Regions from separate parts of the Hordeum vulgare genome. Here region 1 is linked to region 2. Evidence: chromatin contacts called from public Hi-C data. All regions are on one chromosome and are shown on one strand. Each heading gives the region's core, a stretch centred on a gene start, on an enhancer-like site or on the middle of the called end of the contact. The rest is flanking DNA. Distances are from core to core; before and after follow the strand shown.

Region 1 (6,105 bases), core at 2,334-4,833, 590 kb after region 2:
CCTGCTCCCTTCACCTCGACCCTAGGCCCGCCAGCCAGCGCGATCGGCAATACCTCAACGCTGAGGTATGCCGGCGCTACTGGGAGACGAGGACGCTGGTCCCGTGGAGTGACGTCCACCTCCCCAACGCTTGGCACCTCTCCGCCGACCGGGTCCCGATCCCGCCGGTGCTAACGAGCGGCCGTGCGCGCCACGACGAGATCGAGCGCCGCCGCCGCCTCCTCCCCGACGACCTGTACTACGACGACAGGTACGCCGCCGACTCCACCCTCTAGAACACGTGGCTCAGGGACGAGCACGACGTGCGGCGCACCTCCTGCTTCGCCGGCATGGTGTCGGGGCCGCGACGGCCACGGAAGGTGCGCGGGGCGTACACGGCTGCGCGGCCTCACGCCCACGCCGTCGCCTTCCCCGTCTCTGTCACCACCTCCACCTCCTCGCATGACAGCGCAAGAGGAGGCCCGACTCATGCAGCGTGTCATGGAGGACTCCATGATGACGCATGATGAACGCCAATGGCCGGGCCTAGAGGATGCTATGGCCCCCTCTGCGGCCGGCGACATCGCCATCCCCGAGCTGATGGAGGAGGAGGAGGTGATGGAGGACGCCCCGGTGGCCGCGTTCCCTTCGGATCTGGTGGGCCAGCAGTGGAGCTGGTCGTGTACGGCGCCAGAGATGGCGCATGCAGTGGGGGGCGTGAACTGGTGCCCCACGCCGCCGCGGTCACCGGAGCGGGACGCCTCGCCACGGGAGGAGGTGTTGCAGGCACCTGTCAGCTTCCAGCCCGCCCCCGCGCACCACGGACCGCCGGCCCACCTCTGGACGCCGCCGGCCTACGTCGACCTCGTCAGTGACGACGACGACGACATCGGCGGCCAGTGAAGATGGCGACGGCCACGACATCGACGTTTTTTTATGTTAATTATGTCAAACTGGGCCGTTTTGTGGCCGTGAAAACTAGGCCGTTTTTTATGTTAATGTTACGCTTTAAGTTTTTTAACTACGTTTATTTACTTTTTAGTTAAGTTTTTCTATTTTTTAATCACGTCCAACACGGACATGATTTAGGATGCGGCCGCGCGGTGGACGCATGTACGACCCAACAGACAGAAGCGGACATGGGCGAACCCATTGCCGTCACAAACGGAGAAAATCCGGTCAAACCGGACGTCCGTTTGAGATCGTGCGGTGGAGTTGGCCTAAACTCTCATAAAAATAAAAACACAGCCAAAAATGAAGCATTGAAGCCCTCCGATTCTCAAGGGCTAAGAACACCACATACTCCTAAGGCCATCGGAAACAAAAAAGGACGGACCACGGCGTCGATGAAAGGCAGCGTAACCCTAAGCTTTTGTTTGGAAAAAAAGACAACGGCTACGTGAGGCCATGCCGCCCTGATACATGCCCTTCTGTCTAATCTGAATTGTTAACATATCGTCAGACCCAACATAGTACGACTTTGCCGCAACGCACAAGTAATTATCCAGTACTGGTCATTAAAAGATAGTGCGACAACTGCTTAAGTAACCTAGTGAAAGATCTCGCGATAAGCTTATGATGTAGGCTTGCTATCACTATCACTATCCCCATAATTTCGAGTTTAAGATTCCGACGCTACTCCTCCTAGTATAAAACGTCTGCTATTGAGTGCCACCGTTGTTGCAAAACCATTATAAAAAAAGATGCATGCACTTGGTAGACACGCCAAAGGGCTCCACGGGCGGCATCTTAGAGGGTGCTTGGATACGTTTTAGTCTCATGACTAAAAGTAGTGAGACTAAAACTTGCTAGCCTCACCCATGCTTGGATCCAAGTACTAAAGAGACTAAAATCAAGTTAATGAGCATTTATTATCCTCCAAACCCTCCAATCCAGAACTTGCATGATGAGTTAAATGAGGAGAGAGATGACTAATGCATATTTTAGTAGGGGTTCATGTGACTAAAAGATTTTAGTCTCTAGACTAGTTTTAGTCCCACTTTAGTCAGGGGTGATTGAAACTTTAACCTCTCAAAGAGACTATTTTTAGTCAGACTAGTTTTAGTCCTATGGATCCAAGCACCTTCTTACAACCCTCGATCCAGCACTCAACGTACTGTACTGTACCTACCACAGTACTGCGCACCCGGCCGCCGTACAATAATAATGATCTGTGCTTGTGCGATTCATTCAAGTGTTTCAGATGTCGAAAACACTACTCTAGCGGGGCCACCGCAAGTGTAATCCGTGCTCGAACCGACGAGACGCGGTATACAGGTACTCCGACGTCACGATCGAAGCATTTCATCAAGGACTAGTAATAAATTTCCTAAGGACCATTTCATCGGAGCAGCCGGTCCGGCAAGGATCCATGCCGGGAGCGGCGCCGGTTCACGCGAAGCACCGGAAGGCCCAGCACCGTGACGACCACGGGCGCCATGCCTAAGACGTGGTGCACGGCGGCGGAAACCGTTCCGATGGTCACCGAACCGGCGGAGATCGCGGGCGTGGCGGTTGTGGCGGCGAAGTCCATCAACATCATGGCGACGGCGACGGCTTTGTCGACGTCGACCGCCGTCACGAACGATGTGCAGGAAGAAGGATAGGAGACCACGAGGCATCCTCTTACCTTCTCCTTTCCTCCCTTCTGTCTTCTTTGTCTCGGCGACTCTCGCAGGAGTTGTTTTGCCTTTTCTCTGCTCTCGGTAGAGTTACGGGTTGATAACGTGTTTTGAATGAACTGTCTCTTTTATTGATGATCTGTGAAGATTAAATACACATGGAACCGTCGTCACGAACGGATGCGTCCGCTCGTGGGGGTCGTGGGAAAACCGCCGCGTCGGTTGACTAGGAACCGCACGAAGCGTTTCTGTACAAGTGAGGATTATTCCCTAATTAACATAATTAGTTTAAATCCTAACAATAATGATCTGTGTTTGTGCAACTCATTCAAGTGTTTCAGATGTCGAAAACACTACTCTAGCGGGACCACCGCAAGTGTAATCCGTGCTCGAACCGACGAGACGAGGTACTAGTACGTACAGGAACTCCGGGGTAGGATGGGTTGGGCACGCAAGGATGGTCGACGTCACGATGGAAGCATTTCATCAAGGACTAGGAGTAATAAATTTCCTAATCCGAGACGCGCCTTTTCCGGCGGTTGGTTATCCCCAATCCATCTGAAGACAGCAGCAGCCGACTGCATCATGGCTAGCCCGACGCATGATTGGTCGTCACCTGGCCCGTCGCCGTCCGTCCCAGAACCATAACGCGCCACCGCCGCCGTCGCCCCGTCCGCCGGTCGCCGGCGCCGGGAGGGCGTCATGCGTGCGTGCTGTGCTGCGCCGCGCGTGAGTGACGGTGGACGGAGCGGGCGTGCCGTGCACGCGACGCTGACGGGAGGTGCGGCCGGGCGGGCGGGCGGAGCCACCAACGAGCGAATGGAAGATTAAACAAATGGTAGGAATCTACGGTGGATAAAGAAGAAAAATATCCAGCTCGTCGGCTTCCCCGAGCGACGGGCGGGCGCGCCCGCCCTATCCGATCCGACCCGGCCCAACCCAATCCGTTCCGTCCTCCCCGATATACCACCGGAAAACTTGCCGAGATAACACCGGAGGCGCAGACAAAGGGAAAGGGAGGGAGGATCGCACCACCACCCCTGTTCTGTCTGTCTGTTTGTTAATCAGCAATCATAGTCCAGCGCCAAAGAGTAAACAAGGAGAGAAACCCTCCCCTCCCTCCTCCTCCTCCTCCGTGAGTCCGTGTCGTTCCCTTTATCCCCCATTACTCCCCACACCCTGACAACCCACCACGGGCGCCGGCACGGGCGGAGCTGAGAGGAGAGGGAGGAGGAGAGGAGTGGGGGGCTTGGGTGGGGAGAGGGAGGGATGCAGCGGCGGCGGGCGCAGACGTGGGCGGGGGTGGGGAAGACGGCGCAGGCGGCGGCGGCGCACGCCGCGCTCTTCTGCTTCACGCTCCTCCTCGCGCTCCGGGTCGACGGCCGCACCGACTCCTCCTGGTGGTACGCCCCGTAAACCCTAGCCGGCCAGCTACCCCTCCCTCCCTCCCCGCCCGCCCCCGGCTCCCCCCGCCGCGTCGATCTGATTCGGTTGGTGCGGCTGTTTGCGGGGGCGAGCTGCAGCTACTCCGTTCCCGCGGGGGGGATGCAGATGCGGTGTGCACTCCGGAGGGTTTCGCTCCGCGGATTCCTCGGATTCGCTCCGCGGGGCGAGTTCCCGTGTGCCCGCTCGATCCGGGCGGCGCACTGATCTGTTCTCGGCGAATTAGTAGTACTATTATTACTCTGGTTACGGATGGGTTGGTGGCAGTTCAGTGAGACGGGCAATTTGGTTTTAGGTTGTGCCCGCCCGTGTTTCAGGCTGGAACTCCGCTCATGCTACCCGGTGCGCCTCTGATTGTGGCTTTCCTGCTGGGTTCCGTAGCTTTGAGATCTTGCTAATTCACAATGGCCATGTGTTTCTAGCAAGTCTGGAGCTCTTATCAATAGATAGATAGAATGTAATCAAGGCAACCCAGCTGTTCTGTACATCGCTAATCAAGGCAACCCAGCTGTACTGTACATAGCTAATCAAGGCAACACAACTGTACTGTGCAGTGACAAAGTTAATATCAATTGTTTAATTGCCTTCTTATTTCGATTGCCCAGGGTTATATTCATCCCGCTGTGGCTATTTCATGGCGTCGCCGCCCGTGGAAGGTTTTCAATGCCAGCCCCTTCATTGCCTCATGGGCGTCATGTAAGATTTATTTAGTACCGATTTGGCCAGTTATTTTTGTGTTGTTTGTTTTGCCGTGCATTGGATCTGATAAGCCTGTGCCCTGCGTGTAGTGGGCTCCTTGTCATTCGGTTGTTGCAGCGCCATTGCTAATCGCCTTCGAGCTGCTTCTTTGCATCTATCTTGAAAGTTTAAGAGGTACATTCTCAAGTTGCTAGATGAATGAACCTTTGTCAAATCATATCTTATGGTTTGGTGTTATTGTTGTCCCTGCTCTATTTTCTGACCCCACCTTGTCTTTCCTTTGTTCTTCCACAGTTAAGAATCATCCAGCTGTTGATATGAAGATCGTGTTCCTTCCTCTGCTGACATTTGAAGTGATTATTCTTGTTGACAATTTTAGGTAAGATATTTTCTCCTTTTTTGTTGCCTACATAGTAGCAACGTACTTTCCTTTTTTACACATATTTAGATGCAATGTCAGGCATGGATTTAACTGGGTTTGCCCGTTTGCTTGCTTACATTATCTTAAAAAAGTTTGTCTGAAATTATTCTAGTTTATCCTGTTAGATTGTAGATTCTTCTCCTGACTAGGTAACCAGCACAGGTGAAAGCTGTCATGATAATGATATATGTTAGTGCTTCCAGCTCATTATTCTTGTAACTTTCTACCTTGCTCAGTTTATATCTGGAATTCTAGACGAATAATCTGCCCACATTTGTTAGATCAATTTTCGCACAATCCCCACTCACACAAGAGCCATTCAACCAAGGCAGCTTCAGTAGGGAATTGGCTTCATACACATGGGTGCAGTTGCGGTTTATTAAAAATACTCTGCAGCACTGAAAAAAACCCCACACTTGTACTACATATGCATTTGCAAAATTTCGTGCAAAAACATAGCTACATGTCTACTGTCCAAATAAGACGAGAACGTTTCAAATCGAGCAACTATATGTACACATCTGTGGTGCAATTTACAAATGATCATACTTTCATAATGTTTTTGCAAGTGTACATGTCATAGCATGTTGTACATGTATGTTTGGAATGTAAAAAGTGCAGTTTCGAAATGATGCAGATGCACCCAGGTGTGGAATCCGCATTCACCTTCAGTGTTCACCCGAAAAAAAACTCAAGTGCTCATTGTTGCCTACTGTCTATAGTAATAATTGGCCAAACCTTTAATGGGACCACTAGTTTAGAACAATATGAAGGAATTCTAATTGTCTGTCCACTTTTCTTGCCTCTCCATTCTCATTGTACGCCTTTTTATGCATTATCTTCATCCAGAACAAAGTTCTCTGAGTAAAATAGTCGTCTCCGTTCCCAAATTGGTGTGTGGGAAAAAGTATCAATACATTGAATTTTAGTTAAGCATTGAAA
Region 2 (6,017 bases), core at 2,283-4,782:
GAAGACCCCCTTTATATAGTGGGGGAAGGAATTAGACCGTTACCCCCACTCTCTGCCCGAGCTCCAACGGTACTACCGCTGGCCGCAGCGGTACTACTGCTGGCACTCCAGCGGTACTACCGCTGACTGCAGCGGTACTACCGCCAGCTAGCGGTACTATCGCCAGCGGTACTACCGCTGGGCCCCTGGTAGTTCAAAGGCACTACCACCGCCAAGAAAGTCTTCGCAAAAAGGTCCGTCCACGAACAACCGCTAGGCAGGCGGTACTAAGCTCCTGGAGCGGTACTACCGCTGACCAGGGGCGGTACTACCGCCAGCCAGCGGTACTACCGCCAACTCTAGCGGTACTACCGCTAGGTCCAGCGGTACTACCGCTCGCCACTGAAACAGCCATAACTTTCGCATACGAGCTCCGAATCGAGCAAACCCAAGCTTGTTGGATTCAGGACGACAAGAGCTATCCAAACAGCAAATCTTAAGACCATGCAGATATGAAAATGTCAATGGTATAGAGATGTGAGTCCTCTATGAATGAAGAACCGGCAAAAACTCCAACATCGAAAACAGCATATAGATGCATATGGACTCCGTTTTCGATGAACTCGAGCTTGTCACGAAGATGACCATAAGCTCTAAAACTCACAAAGAGAAACACCAAACAAGAACCAAGAAGTATGATGCAAGGATGCAAATGGTTTGAGCTCTCAACGAATGATACGATCAAGCTACTCACTTGAGAGCCCCCCTTGATAGTACAACAATCTATCCTAACCAGAAAACCTATCAAGGGCAAACCTATACCTTGCACCTCGTCCTCTTGAGCTAGATGATGATGATCTTGACTTCCTCAAGATGGACCACCTTTCTTGATTGCGTTGGCTTGATGAAGACTAGTTGATTGCTCCCCCATACTCACTATGGGTGAGCCACTCTTCAACATATCTTCACAAGTCCATTGCCACCAAATGGACGGCAAGCTTCAAGCATGATATCTTCGTGCTGATCCACTTGAACTTGCACATCGCAATCTTGATGACAATCACAACTTGACGTCATACTTCATGGGTTGTATGAGATCTTCTCTTTGACGCAAGCCATGGAAACACACCTAACCCCCACATAGAACTCTCACGAAGACCATGGGTTAGTACACAAACACGTAATGGACAATGCTTACCATACCATGGGATCACTTGATCCCTCTCGGTACATCTTGTACGCTTTGTGTGTTGATCATCTTGATTTACTCTTTGTCTGAGATCTTGATCAACCTTGTGTCTCTATGACCATTCTTTGGATAATACCTTGAATACCACCTTGGTCATCATATAAACTCCTTGAACCCAACAGATGGACTTCAAGAAGTGCCTATGGACAAATCCTATAAATATAACTTAAGGCAACCATTAGTCCATAGGAATTGTCATCAATTACCAAAACCACGTATGGAGATATATGCTCTAACATTACTATTGTTACTTGCTACCCGTTATGAATTATCTTATCGCACAACTATCTGTTACCGATAATTTCAGTGCGTGCAGAGAATACCTTGCTGAAAACCACTTGTCATTTCCTTCTGCTACTCGTTGGGTTCGACACTCTTACTTATCGAAAGGACTACGATAGACCCCCTACACTTGTGGGTCATAAGTGAGCAACAACATTGGGCTCAACTAGCACAAATGAACGAACCGTAGGCGGCACCTCGAAAACCTCTGAATCAAGAGGCATTTGTTCCATAGGAGGCCGGGAGTCCTCGACACAGGATGACGAAAATTGGCTCTCGGGCAGCACGAGGGCCTGACTAATCTCTTGCATTTGTGTGGTCATATCCTACAAATGTAAGCGTCATGATCTTGTCCAACACTTGCACGCTACCAGCAAAACATCCATGACTACTAGCTACCAACACTTGCCCACATGGAAACAACCCCCAGCATGCTCCAAATCCATCACAACTAGCTGCTAGAACATCACAGTCAAACAGATCAGACGGCCTAACCCTACCATATGGAAAGATCTAGCTAGAACTAGTAAAGAGAGGAGGTGATGATTGAACTTACACATGCCATCGGAACGACCGGGGAGGAGGCGCCTGGCACGTTGGAGAGGAGGAGGAGGACCCACCGCCGCAGTCACCGGTCGTCGGAGTTGTTGCACCGCTTACCTCATCATGGAAACGGATCCGCGTCGGAGGAAAGCTCGAGAGGGGGGAAATGGTGGAGGGAGTTTTGCCGCCGCGGTCACCCTCGATATATAGGGTGACCGAATCGGCGGGCGGTGACTCAAATTCGTCGCGCTGCTTTTTCGAAGATGCGCCATCGCTCTCGCCATCACCCTCCCCTGTGTGGCCGGTGTGGCGTTCCCCTCCCCTGCATCGCTCAAGCCTAGCTCGCAAAAAACAGCCGATTCGACCGTTCCCAGCGGGCCTGGCTGAGAGGTGCTTTGAGGTTCGTGCTATGCGGGTCAAACAGTGAATGCATGCTACCAAACAGCCCATATTCATTCCGCGCGGGCCTGGTTGGGCCTAGTGGAGGCAACCAAACACATCTCTAGCTCCGCTACTTCTTGCATTGTAAAGGCATCCCATATACTTTTTTTCCAAAAAATACTTGTATTGCCCAGTTAGAAAGGTTACATATTTTTAGAGTACATAGCAAGGTTACATTTAGTTTGGCAAAGTGTGATGGCCTTAGCGGGTGCTAACCCTAACCAAATGGCAATGTGACCTTGAGCCTTGCGCCCTTGCCATAATTTGCCATCAAATGGCTCACAGAGTTTTGACTTCAACACAAATGAGCAATACAAGTGCTTTTAAAAGATAAAGTGTATTTACTTTATCGGATTAGAACCATTTAGGCTTCTCCCAATGCTTCATCATGTACTCTCTTCGTTTTTACTTACTCGACGCATTAGCTTTGGTCAAAGTCAAGCTTTATAAACATTGACAAAGTTTATAGACACATATATTAACATATACAATAACAAATCAATACCATTAGATACATTATTGAATTTACTTTCACATTATATGAATTTGTTACGGTAAGTATTTTTTTTTATAAACTTAGTCAAACTTTATTTAATTTGACTGTAGTCAACTCTAATATGCAGAGTAGACAAAAACGAAGGGAGTACGAGTGCTAAGTCTGCCAAATAGGCACAACTCATCTAAGACATTGAATACACGTAGCACCTCATCTAAGCACATTTGCGTTGAAAGAGGTCTTAGAGTGCGTGATTTTTCAATAATTGTAGTCGCTGCTAGATGGTAAGTTACGCTACCTCCGGTGCCGATGAATAGATCAAAAGTTCTTCCCGTAAAAAAGGCTTATGAAGAAACTAAAATGTTCCCTTTGAAATTCAAGCGAAAAAGCAAGCAAACCAGGTTTTCAAAATTCACCGGAAAACTCCCATCACCTAGGTTTTCCTTTCGGTAGACAAGAGATGTTCCTCTGTTGGAAGGAATTTCAGCTTTGGTGTCGCCCGTGGTATATAGCTCCTCCGCGAAGCCAACAGCGCCCACGGGACCCCCACGGCGCTTGTTATCCATCCACCACGCAGCCGCCTTCTCCTTCCGGGCCTCTCGCCGTCTTCCTCCTCCCCACCGCCCTCGCCTCAAAACCCCCGCCCCCGCCCCCGCCCCCTAAAAACCCTAGCCCTCGAATTCTCCCCCGCCCGCTCGGAGCGTACGGCCCGCTACACAGGCGCATGGCGTCCTCGACGGCCGCCAACCTCTGGGTGCTGCTGGGCCTCGGCATCGCCGGCGTCCTCCTGGCGGCGAAGCGGCTCAAGCGGCCGGCCCGCCCGGACCACGGCGCCTTCGTGTCGCGCCTCGAGCTCCTGCCGCCTCCCCAGCCCCCGCCGCCCCAGGCACGCCACCCCCTCACCGACCTCTGCTTCGCCATCGCCGACGCGTAAGCTCTCGCCCCCCCTCCCTCCCTCCCCCCTTCGTGTTTGGCCGGCGACAGGTTCTAGCCCGGATTGGGTTAGGCAGGGGGCGACTTGTTTAGCATAGCTTGGGTGATGATTCGATCGCGCCACGCCAGCGTTAATTCGGTATTGTTGTTTACGGGGATTGGATTTGTGCTGCTGGTTACCAGTCGGTCGTGGTGATGGGATTTGCTCAGCATGGAACCATTGATGCATTGTATGTGCTGAATTGTTTCTTTGCCGTTTGAATGACTCTAATGCCTCTGCCTCGCATGGGACAGCTTCGTGGATGACTTTCCAACTTTTTAATGGCCGACGCCAAAAAGGAAAACAGTGCCCTGCAAGAGCACATGAATGTTGGTAGTATTAGATACAACAGTTATGGTATTATCTATCACAGTTACCCAACAATCTACTACGCTAGAACTAGGCAGCTCAGTAGTTTCAGCATGCATCCTGGCTCGTGGTGTGGTTTATTATACTACAAGGCGCTAGAATCCATAGACAATACAATATCTGACATAATAATAATGAGTCATAGTACCTTTTCTTCATGAAATTTATCTTGTTAGGTTTGCCATGCCAATTATGAGTTGCTAGAGCGAATTTTGGGAGTTAAGATTGAGGTTGAGGGAAGATCACAAACTATTTATAGGACAGACTAATTTAGGCATCTACTGCTGGTTTCAGAAGCACATTTTTGGTAGGGGGTGAACTTCACCCCTTCAGTTTCCTCCACCGAACATATTGGTTTATGTGCTCGTTGGTGATTGTTGAAACAATCTTCCCCGTTATCCGTTGAAGAGTTGCTAATGTGGCAAGCATTGGGACTTGCGGCAGTCATCTGTTGATGCTAACATGCTCAGTTGCATCCTGACCTTCCACTCTCTCTTTTCCATAAGCAGCCTCTTGTAGAAACATACTTAACACCCTGTTAGATACTCGTAATTTCTTATCTGCCAGATTTAAATCCTCAAACAAATTTGGGGTGCTACTCAGGAAAAAAAAGAACTAGTGGAGATGGTTTGGTATTTGTTCTTAGTCTTTAAATCACATTTTGCTTTGAATTTGTTTACTGGCATGTCAATGACTCTACCATGAAGTGACATTTGAAGCGACATTTCTGTTTTCTGACATTGGTGATACTTGAACATCAACAGATTTCCAGATTCTAAACAATTTTCTTGAACTTCCTTAATCAACTAAAGGCGTTTTCGTTTTTAAAATCTAAGGCTGTAACTGTGCGTGGTTTTGTTTCCCAATGGTGAGGGCTTGTGGGGTGACTCATGACTTGTGTTTTAAAACTTAAAATTCAGTTTGGTGATGCTGTTGTGAAATCATTGCGGCACACATGCTTGTGCCCTGTTTGATAAAATGAACGGAGACTTAATTATTAAGTTCTTCAACAAACATATGGATTGATTATGTTGATAACACCATAGTTTCATAGTTTTCAGAACATTTTCTCACCTGGACCAACTCAAAGCCTAAAATGCTGACCTTCTTTGTTCTGTTTAAAATGGTCCTAGCTTTTCATATTCTACTCTTTATGGTCCGCTGACTCCTTTGCCTGAAGTAGTTATTGGCCCTATTTGTGGGCAAAAATCAACCACAATTATATATCTCTAAAGTAAAATCCGCATAATTGCAAATAGGATCAGCTTTCAGTAACTGTAATATGTACAATTAAACTTTTAAAAGGTAGATGTATTTGTTAATTGCTATAGCGCTATAGCAATTCTAAAAAACTAACACCTATCTTTTAAATGTTGCCCAAAATGAACTTTAGTACTTGAGGTATTCTCTGGATATTTTGTCATGGGCTATATGTGTTTCCTAGAGGAAAAGCTATTTCCCTGCAACCCTGTCGCCACGGGTGGAAGCTGTTTATCCAAAATTCCGAATAGATGGTTGGTACCTCGCAGCCATCCTTGAATGTATTATATAAATAAGCATCAATATATGCTTGTGGCATACTTCCCTGATCCAAAAATATGTCCTTTAGGACATTGAAAGTCTTCAAGCCAGTACTTCAATGAATATGTTGCCTCGTATGAAAGTAATTATAGTACATTATAAAG

The links. A called contact is a pair of places that touch in the nucleus more often than the background predicts.
Region 1: a Hi-C map of seedling shows a contact between it and region 2, with 2.6 times the contacts expected there. The contact joins the promoter of LOC123447396 here to the promoter of LOC123447385 in region 2. A contact is called at or near these places in 2 of 6 Hi-C or Micro-C datasets (leaf and seedling) and 1 of 1 datasets of contacts at active chromatin or transcription factors (embryo).

What each region holds. Positions count from the first base shown.
Region 1 is chr4H:15,650,614-15,656,718 of MorexV3_pseudomolecules_assembly, forward strand. LOC123447396 reads left to right here and starts at 3,584. Exons shown (of 14, transcript XM_045123992.1): 1 at 3,584-4,003; 2 at 4,649-4,739; 3 at 4,832-4,916; 4 at 5,037-5,121. The coding sequence starts at 3,870.
Region 2 is chr4H:15,062,841-15,068,857 of MorexV3_pseudomolecules_assembly, forward strand. It overlaps LOC123447385 (outer envelope protein 64, chloroplastic), which reads left to right and starts at 3,533. Exons shown (of 13, transcript XM_045123982.1): 1 at 3,533-3,920. The coding sequence starts at 3,715.